Regions from separate parts of the Sus scrofa genome. Here region 1 is linked to region 2. Evidence: chromatin contacts called from public HiChIP or PLAC-seq data. All regions are on one chromosome and are shown on one strand. The core of a region is the stretch at or near the end of the contact, and the rest is flanking DNA. Distances in the headings are between cores, read along the strand shown. Region 1 holds the start of FGL1 (fibrinogen-like protein 1). Region 2 holds the start of CNOT7 (CCR4-NOT transcription complex subunit 7).

Region 1 (4,423 bases), core at 354-2,853, 650 kb before region 2:
CAAATCCCACTTGGCATTTAGTTTTCCCCTCTCTGGGCCGATCCGAACTGACCTGCAGTCAGGGATGGCGGGGGGAGGGAAGAGCTAGGAAATTTAACATTCCCGTCGCCAGCATAAAACCCCTCTTGGCCAAACTCAGGAACGCCTCCCCCGGCCCTTCCGCTCCAAGAACACCCGAGACAGCAAAAACGCCGCTGCTCACAGCCCAACCCCCAAATCGCGTCGCTCCTCATCCGCCCTTCGCCACCCCAAATTCTGGACATCCAGAGCCCCACAGAATGGAATCTAGGGGGAAGAGGGGAGAGCAGAAGCGCAGTGATGAAGGCCCCTGGCTATGAAAAACTAGACTCCCCGCCCCTGGCAATCAAACCGCAGCCCCCTACTCCGTTTCCTCCCCTCGCAACGGACATTCCTGGAACTCCCGAGGCGCAGGGCGGCCTCCTCCGCGGGCAAGAAAGAGAGAGGGGCGGGGAGGCTAGAAGGGAGTTCCGAAAACGCCACTGCGTCTCCAGAAGCGTACCCCGAGATTGCGTCGGTCCGTCCGGAGTAGGGGCGGGCTGCCTGCCCAGCAGACTGGAAGCAAGAGGACCCAGGAGCCCAGACCCAGGCCCTCCAGGGTCAAGCGTGTCAGGGCCGTCGCTCTCCCGCCCAGAGCCGCGCTACCCTCGGTTGCCAAGGGCTGAGGACGCGCAGGCATTACCTGTAAACGAAGCACAAGCTCCTGCCAAGAGCGGAGGAGCGGTCGCTCCCACGCCCCGCCACCGGCAGCGGTCTTCCCTTCGAGTCCGAGCCAGGGAGAGTCCCCAAGTTCCCTGGCTGCTCAGGGCCCAATGGCCGCCTCTTCTACTTCAGCTACTCGGCGCCAACCGCCGCAGCCACCGCCATCTTAGGATCTCATTGTGGTGGGAGAAGAGGGGCGGGGGGACTGCAGAGGGGCAACGGGAGGGGAGACATGCGCCGTCTCCGCGGCAACGGCCGCGCGGGGGCGAAACTCGCCCGGGCGGGAGCTACAGTGTGATCCACGCTCTAGACTGGAGTCATGTGATCCGCTGGAGTCTATGGTGTCACCTCTGGCAGCGGTGCCTATTGCACAAACGAGCCACTGGAGACTACATATCCCAGAATGCCAGGTCAACCTGAGGTTATACGCGCCCGCTCAGCCGCCCGAAAGAAATGACTACAAGTCCCAACATGCTGTGCGCTTCGGGCGCCGATCGCCCTGCCAGGGGCTGGAGGCCCTGACGGAAGTGGGTTGACTTCCGCCTCAGGCAGCTGGGAAATGCGCGGAGGCGCGTAGTGGTTTCCGTGGGGCTTCCAGCTCCGGGTTGTGCTTGCTGGAAAGGAAAGACTAAAGACTAAAGCTGGGCATCGCTCTCCTGTTCCCTGTCCACCAAGAGCTTCCTCACAGGAAGGTTGAAAACAAAAGCGCCCGTGCAATCTGGTCCTAAGTTTACACGTGAGGAAAATCCCATGAGTTAATTGGAGGAACATCATACAGCTGGTCAAGGATAGAGTCACACATGTTAATAATTAACACCGCCTTGGATTAATGCCCTACTTTTTCCTTTGAAGAACCAGCTGACCTTCATCAAAATTTAGTATCCAGAAGTTTTCTCTAAGACTATGGTCTTTGAATTCTTTTTTTATTCTTCTCTCAGCAGCGACACTTTTAAGGTTAGTTTATTTACACATTCTCCCTTAAAATGCTAGGGAATGCAAATTTGTTCGCGGGAAGCATAGTGAAGTCAAACAGAGAAATCATTTTGGAGCAGAGAAAAGTTAATTTTAGGGCCATGCAAAGAGAAGGGTGGCTCGTGCTGCTAAAACATGGAACTCTGTAAAGAGTTTTGGCAAAGCATTTTTAAAAGCCAGGTAAGGGAAGGGAGTTGCAGGGTGTGTGTTCAGCTCCTGCACAGCTCTCTGGTTGAAGGTGAAGTAACAGCGTGGTGTCTTCCGGGTTGACATCAATCCTTAGGCTCCAGGAGGCTAGAGGGCCATGGGCTCATTGTCATCAAGTAGTTAACATCGTGCGTTTTGTGGGAGGTTTTCACATCTGTAAAACAACTCTGAAAATGTGCATCAGATACTGTTATCTAGGTACTTCAGAGAGGAGCTAAAGCAGAGGATATGGGGGGAAAGACGTGCCCCCAAGGCCCCACAGGGTCCTACTTCATTACAAACCCCAAAAATATGGTCAAGTGACAACGCCTGTGTGGCTATCTGAAAATTTTGAAATGCTAGTCAATTTTTCTTGCATGCAAGGACATTGTTTTTTTAAGACCGTTTGTAATTGTGGGATAATTTTGTTTTACGCAAAATAAGAATAGGAAGAATGAAGAATGGCATCTGGGTTCCAACAGCAAATTGTTCTGTTACCAATAGAAATTTTTTCACAAAAGCAGTTAATAGAACTGCATCTCAGTACATAATTCAGATAAAACCCTTCCTGCTGCTGTAATTTGCAGCTGAATCCAGGTTCCATTCCAGTACAGTGATCTTTGACACTGTTTATTTGTCATACTTTTTTTTGGCCAGAGTGTGTAGTGGCTTGACATGGGATCTCAGTTCCCAGACCAAGGACTGAATCCATGCCATAGTGGTGAAAGCACTAAGTCCTAACCACTAGACTACTAGGGAACTCCCTGAGGTACATTTTAAAATACTTTCTGTATGTCTAATAGTGCTAATTACTTAGGTAACAAAAGCATAGTCCATGCCCTTTAAAAGCAAATATTTTAGTGAATGATGAAGAAATAGGATATGATATAAATCAATTCTGTTTTGTAAGAAAACTCAGAGCACAGAGCAGCTAATGGATTGTATTTACTGTAGTCCACCGTGCCTTAGGCCTCATTGTAATTCCACCGTGCTCTAAGATCTTGGATAAGTTACTTAACCTTTCTGAGCTTCAATTTGCCTCATCTATGAAATGAGGAGAAACTAATAATATTCTTACCTTGGAAGGATTTTTTTAAAAATAGTGTTTATTTTGTACTAAGCATTTCATCTATTGTGATTTTCTTTTTATTTTTTTTTAATGGTTTACTTTTGCCCTTAATTTTTTATTTATTTATTTTTTTGTCTTTTTGCCATTTCTTGGGCCTCTCCCTCGGCATATGGAGGTTCCTAGGCTAGGGGCCAGTCTACGCCAGAGCCACAGCAACGCGGGATCCGAGCCGCGTCTGCGACCTACACCACAGCTCACGGCAACACCGGATCGTTAACCCACTGAGCAAGGGCAGGGATCGAACCCGCAACCTCATGGTTCCTAGTCGGATTCGTTAACCACTGCGCCACGATGGGAACTCCTATTGTGACTTTCTTAATTCTCACAACTATCCTGAAGAGATTGGTTCTGCATCAGTTCATTTTACCAATGATAGATTAAATAAATCACCAAAGTTCTGACAGCTCCTAGTGAAAGAGGCCAGGTCTAAACTGAGGTCTACTGACTCCTTGGAGGGATTTTTTGATTAAGAAAATGCACGGGAGGAGTTCCCGTCCTGGCTCAGTGGAAACAAATCCAACTAGGAACCATGAGATTGCGGCTTCGATCCCTGGCCTCACTCAGTGGTTTAAGGATCAGACGTTGCTGTGAGCTACCTGGTTGCGGATGTAGCTCGGATCTGGCATTGCTGTGGCTCTGGTATAGGTAGGCTGGCAGCTGCAAGTTTCGATTTGACCCCTAGCCTGGTAACCTCCATGTTCCTTGGATATGGCCCTAAAAAGCGAAAAAAAAAACAAAAAAAAAAAACACGGGAAAAAGTATTAGCATATGATAAGGTCTCAAAATATTAGCTGTAATCATCACCTTCATCACCATTTTGTTTTATGCATATATTTACTTCTTACATACTACATACTATGTATCATTTTTAAATATGTAGAAATATGTCATTAAAACAATTCAAAAGCATTACTGACATCATTATTGTCGTATTTTTTAAATTTATGAACCCTAAAAAATGATGTCAATACTATCATGTCTGGTGGGAGGAGTCTGAGAAAATTTTTTCATTAAAATGGGGTACTCAAACTGAATATGAACATTGTTGATCTTAGCAGGGGACGGAGGCAGGAAACTGAAAAATGGCAAAATTATCTCAGACTGGAGTTCCCCTTGTGGCGCAGGGGAAATGAATCTGACTAGAGACCATGAGGTTTCGAGTTCAATCCCTGGCCCAATGGGTTAAGGATCTGGCTCACTGGGTTAAGGATCTGGCATTGCCATGAGCTCTGGTGTAGGTTGCAGATGAGGCTTGGGTCCTGCGTTGCTGTGACTGTGGCATAGGCCAGCAGTTGTAGCTCTGATTTGACCCCTAGCCTGGGAACCTCTATATGCCACAGGTTTGACCCTAAAAAGCAAAAAAAAAACCCCAAACCCCAGACTTCTAAACTTCACATCCAATTTAGAAAACAAACC
Region 2 (3,887 bases), core at 386-2,885:
GGTGACACCTTCTAAGAGACAAACTTTTGTTATGTTTGTTCAAAAGAAGTCACCTTATTTTATAATAAGGAGTCACCTTATTTTTATTTTATAAAAGTAGCTCTTACAGGTTAGTACAGAACACTATTTAGAATAAGAATGACTTGTAAGAACTCTGGGAACTTAATTTTCCAAAAAGAAAGCTACCATTAAATCAGATACCATACCATTCTTTCTTCTTAGTACCACAAAATTCCACTTTTCTAAAGTTCTCAACAAGCAGAACACTGAAGTTCAATCAGTAACAGGCCTCATTTTTGCCAAACTGAATTTGCAGTGATTTTTTTCCTTTAATACATCCAATTTAAAACTATTCTGTACTATACCTTGCTTGGGAAAAACCACTGATCTAACAGCTAGAATGGCCCTTTAGTAGCTCCAACAGAAATTAATCAATTTTGATATCTCTAAATATATATATTTTAAATGTATGAAAAGTCTATTTTAAAAGGGCCTAAAAGGAGTTCCCGTCATGGCTCAGTGGTTAACGAATCTGACTAGGAACCATAAGGTTGCAGGTTCGATCCCTGGCCTTGCTCAGTGGGTTAACGATCAGGCGCGTTGCTGTGAGCTGTGGTGTAGGTTGCAGACGCGGCTGGGATCCTGCGTTGCTGTGGCTCTGGTGTAGGCCGGCGGCGGCTACCGCTCCGATTCGACCCCTAGCCTGGGAAGCTCCATATGCCGCGGGAGCGGCCTAAGAAATGACAAAAAGACAGAAAAATAAAAAATAAAAAGGGCTAAAGATGTTGTCATCTTTACATTAAAATACAGGCTGTTACACGTAAATGTACTTGCATAATATAAAGAGATCTAATTTTTGAAAGCCACTAGGTCACAGGTATTTGCAATAGAAAGAGCTGCAGCACACCAGTTTGCAATAAAGATAATTAAAATAATTTAAATTGCAAAATATTTCTAATCTGACCACGCTGAAACCGAAAAACTCATAGGACGCCAATAGTACAAGATGAATATAAAGCAATTCCTGAATGTGAGAGCAAGAATAATAAAGTGAGAAATGTAGAGACTGGTAGTGCGAGATGAGGAGAGGTTGCTGGAACAGGGTAAATCTATTAGACTTGAGGATTGAAAAACTGTCCTCCCAGAGAACTCACTGATGAAAACTTCTGTCTTCCCTTTCTTTCGATGTTAAAAGTTTTGTTTTATTTTGTTTTTTCAAGAATGGTCCACTCTTTGTGAAACTTGGAGATTACTCTTCACAATTCATTTTAGCCAAGTACAAAATTTTAACATTCTGCCAAAGCGGCAATCAGGTGGGCAAAGGGAAAGGTTAATGAGGAAGGCGGGCAAAGCAAGGCATATTGGATACAGACTGTGAAACAGACTAGTCAGCGGCGATGTGTCAGGAGGGATGAGTAAATCAGAATTAGAGAAGCTGAGCAGTGAGTGGGAAGGAGGGAAGGAGGGCCCGGAAGAAAATTCCTGAACGTGGGTCAGGGATGGAAGAACTGGCGCGTGACCCAGGACGAAGGGGGAGGTATGTCAAAGGAGGCCGCTGGCGGGGAGTCGGCCTGAGGAGCTGCGAAAGTGCTTAAGACCAGCCCGCCCTCCCGCCCTACTTTTTCCTTAGGTTGGAGAGGCAGCTACCAGTCACCTGGAGTGTGAGTTCCGGAGGGACTCGATCAGGCGCTGCTTCTGCTGTTGGAGGCTGGTGAGGCCACCGGGGGACCCAGCTGCGGAGGAGGAGGCGCTCTTGGTCAGGGGAAAGAGCCAGCTCATCCTCCACGGGTCCCCGGGCCCGAGGCCCTAGAAGGCTCTGGCCTGTTTCTCCCAGCCGCTCAGCCAGGCGGTTCTCCAGCGACAGTGGAGGAGCGGGCAGGGACGCCCCGGCCCCAGTGCTGGGGAGTTGTCTTCTCTAAGCAAGCCCGGCCAGGGGTCCTCGGGGCCTGAGGAGCATGCTCTGACTGCGGGCAGCTGGAGAGAGGGAACTCGGCGCCCGGGACCGGTAGTCCTACCTTCACCGCCCTGACGCCCGACCAGCCAGTTAGGCTGCGTGACTGCCCAGCTCTCCGCCACCCCAGCCTCCGTCAACTGCGTGCCCCGCCCCCTTCTGCGTGTCACGTCATCATCTGGCGCTCCTGCCCGGACGTGAGAAGCGACGGCGCAGCGCGGTGCAGCGCAGCTCCGGCTCCCCTTTCCCCCTTGCCGGGCGAGAGGTGTCTATGGGGCACCCGCTGCCGCCGCCGCTACCGCCACCGCCGCCGCCGGGTGCTGTCTCTATGGCGAGGAGGAAGAGGAGGAGCGCGAGCTCAGCGACACAAGTAGATCTTGCGTCTGCCACAGACTTGGGGGGGAGGGGTGGGTTGGGGAAGTAGAAAGGGGGCGGGAACGGTGAACCTGAGAGGGTGCGCGATGGCGCCAGCTGGAGCGCGGCTGGAGGAGGAAAGGGCTGGGCGGCGGGGGGTGGGGAGGAGGGTTAACGGGGGTTGGGGGTATGTCAAGGGGATGGCGCGGAGTGATGACGCGAAGGCTTTGTACCTGGGGCTTCGTTGTGGGACGGAAATTGGGAGTGGAGGGCGGTGGCCTAGATCCTCAGCTCTTGGTATTCCTTCCTTGGCGGTGCTTGGGAGTCAATCGGGCTCCAGTCAGTGGTTATCAGCACCTTCGCACTGGCTCTTTGCCAGGGAAGAGAGTTAGCTATGACTTGAATGTGTCTGTACGGTCCTCGCGTTTGGTTGGAAACCCGCCGTTCTGAGATGCTGCCTCTAGTGATGAGAAGGCCTCTAATGCCTCTTCGGGGCTTTCTGGAACTGTAGTAGAGAGAGAGGTGGTGAAAGCAATGTTAAACTACAGGTTTTTTCCAAAGTGTGTGTGTGTGTGTGTGTGTGTGTCCGCGCGCGGGCGCGTGTGGTGTTTTTAGCAGAGTGAAGAGAGTTATAAAGGAGGGTTTCCCTGCATCTTTGGTTTCTGTTCTTAGAGCACTTAGGTTACATTTGTGACTGAAGCATTTAGAAGAGGAGGTCACAATTCCCTTTTTTACGGTTGTCTGTAATGATTTTTTCAAACGTGTGTGAAAAGTGAAGGAGCATCTGGAATTTCCCTGCTCAAGAATCAAAACTTTGGTCTGTAGTGTTATAATTTTATACCATGAAACCTGTGTTATGGGCCAAAAATGTAACGCGTGTTTGGTAACCAGGGAAAAATGCTCTGATTTTTAGGACATTAGAAAGAAACAATTTGAAACGGAGACACTCTATTGCTTCCTTTCTTTCTTCCATCTGCTGTTACAGACATTGAAACAGTTTCTGAGGCTGCTACTTATTGCTCAGAAAGAGCTTTTTTTTTAATTGGTTTACTTTTGGCCCCTCCAATATGACTTGAATAAATTCCAGTAAAGTAGATTTTGTAACCATATCAGACAAATGTTCAGTTCATGAGGAATAAAAGCAAATACTACCTTTGTCTAGTAACAAAGTGACATCTTTCACATGTAGTGGGTATTTTGCTTTTCATTTTTATCTGAAAAGGGATGTCTTTATGAAGTTCTATTCAGATAGTGAGTTGAATTCAGAGGAATCTTTAATTACTGGAAAGTTTTAAGAAATGATTGGTGTGTACACAAAAAGCACTTTTTACATAACAGGACCAGGAAGCCTGTGATGTCCTTTTTTCCCTAAGTCACCGTGTGACTTTAGACAAGTCACTTTCTAAACTTTGATTTTCTTATCAGAGACTTTGAATAATCTCTTAAGTTTTGGTCAACTCAGTCATTATATAATTCAGATTTCTGATAGAGCTGGTTCTTATTTTGACAGGTACACAAATAAAGGATAAAGTATTTTATGAAACAAATCTTCAATCAAGTGTAACATTTTGATGCTTGGCAG

Evidence for each region. HiChIP or PLAC-seq counts read pairs in DNA pulled down with a chosen protein or histone mark.
Region 1: a contact with region 2 is called in an H3K27ac HiChIP or PLAC-seq map of alveolar macrophages. The contact joins the promoter of FGL1 here to the promoter of CNOT7 in region 2. A contact is called at or near these places in 1 of 5 promoter capture datasets (fetal skeletal muscle), 2 of 47 Hi-C or Micro-C datasets (heart right ventricle and liver) and 2 of 2 datasets of contacts at active chromatin or transcription factors (alveolar macrophages and skeletal muscle).

What each region holds. Positions count from the first base shown.
Region 1 is chr17:5,593,614-5,598,036 of Sscrofa11.1, reverse strand. FGL1 (fibrinogen-like protein 1) reads left to right here and starts at 1,603. Exons shown (of 8, transcript XM_021077952.1): 1 at 1,603-1,674. It overlaps PCM1 (pericentriolar material 1 protein), which reads right to left and starts at 1,038. Exons shown (of 41, transcript XM_021077917.1): 1 at 701-1,038.
Region 2 is chr17:4,947,841-4,951,727 of Sscrofa11.1, reverse strand. CNOT7 (CCR4-NOT transcription complex subunit 7) reads left to right here and starts at 1,635. Exons shown (of 7, transcript XM_005672641.3): 1 at 1,635-2,321; 2 at 3,816-3,887. VPS37A (vacuolar protein sorting-associated protein 37A) reads right to left here and starts at 1,817. Exons shown (of 13, transcript XM_021078071.1): 1 at 1,655-1,817. The coding sequence starts at 1,779.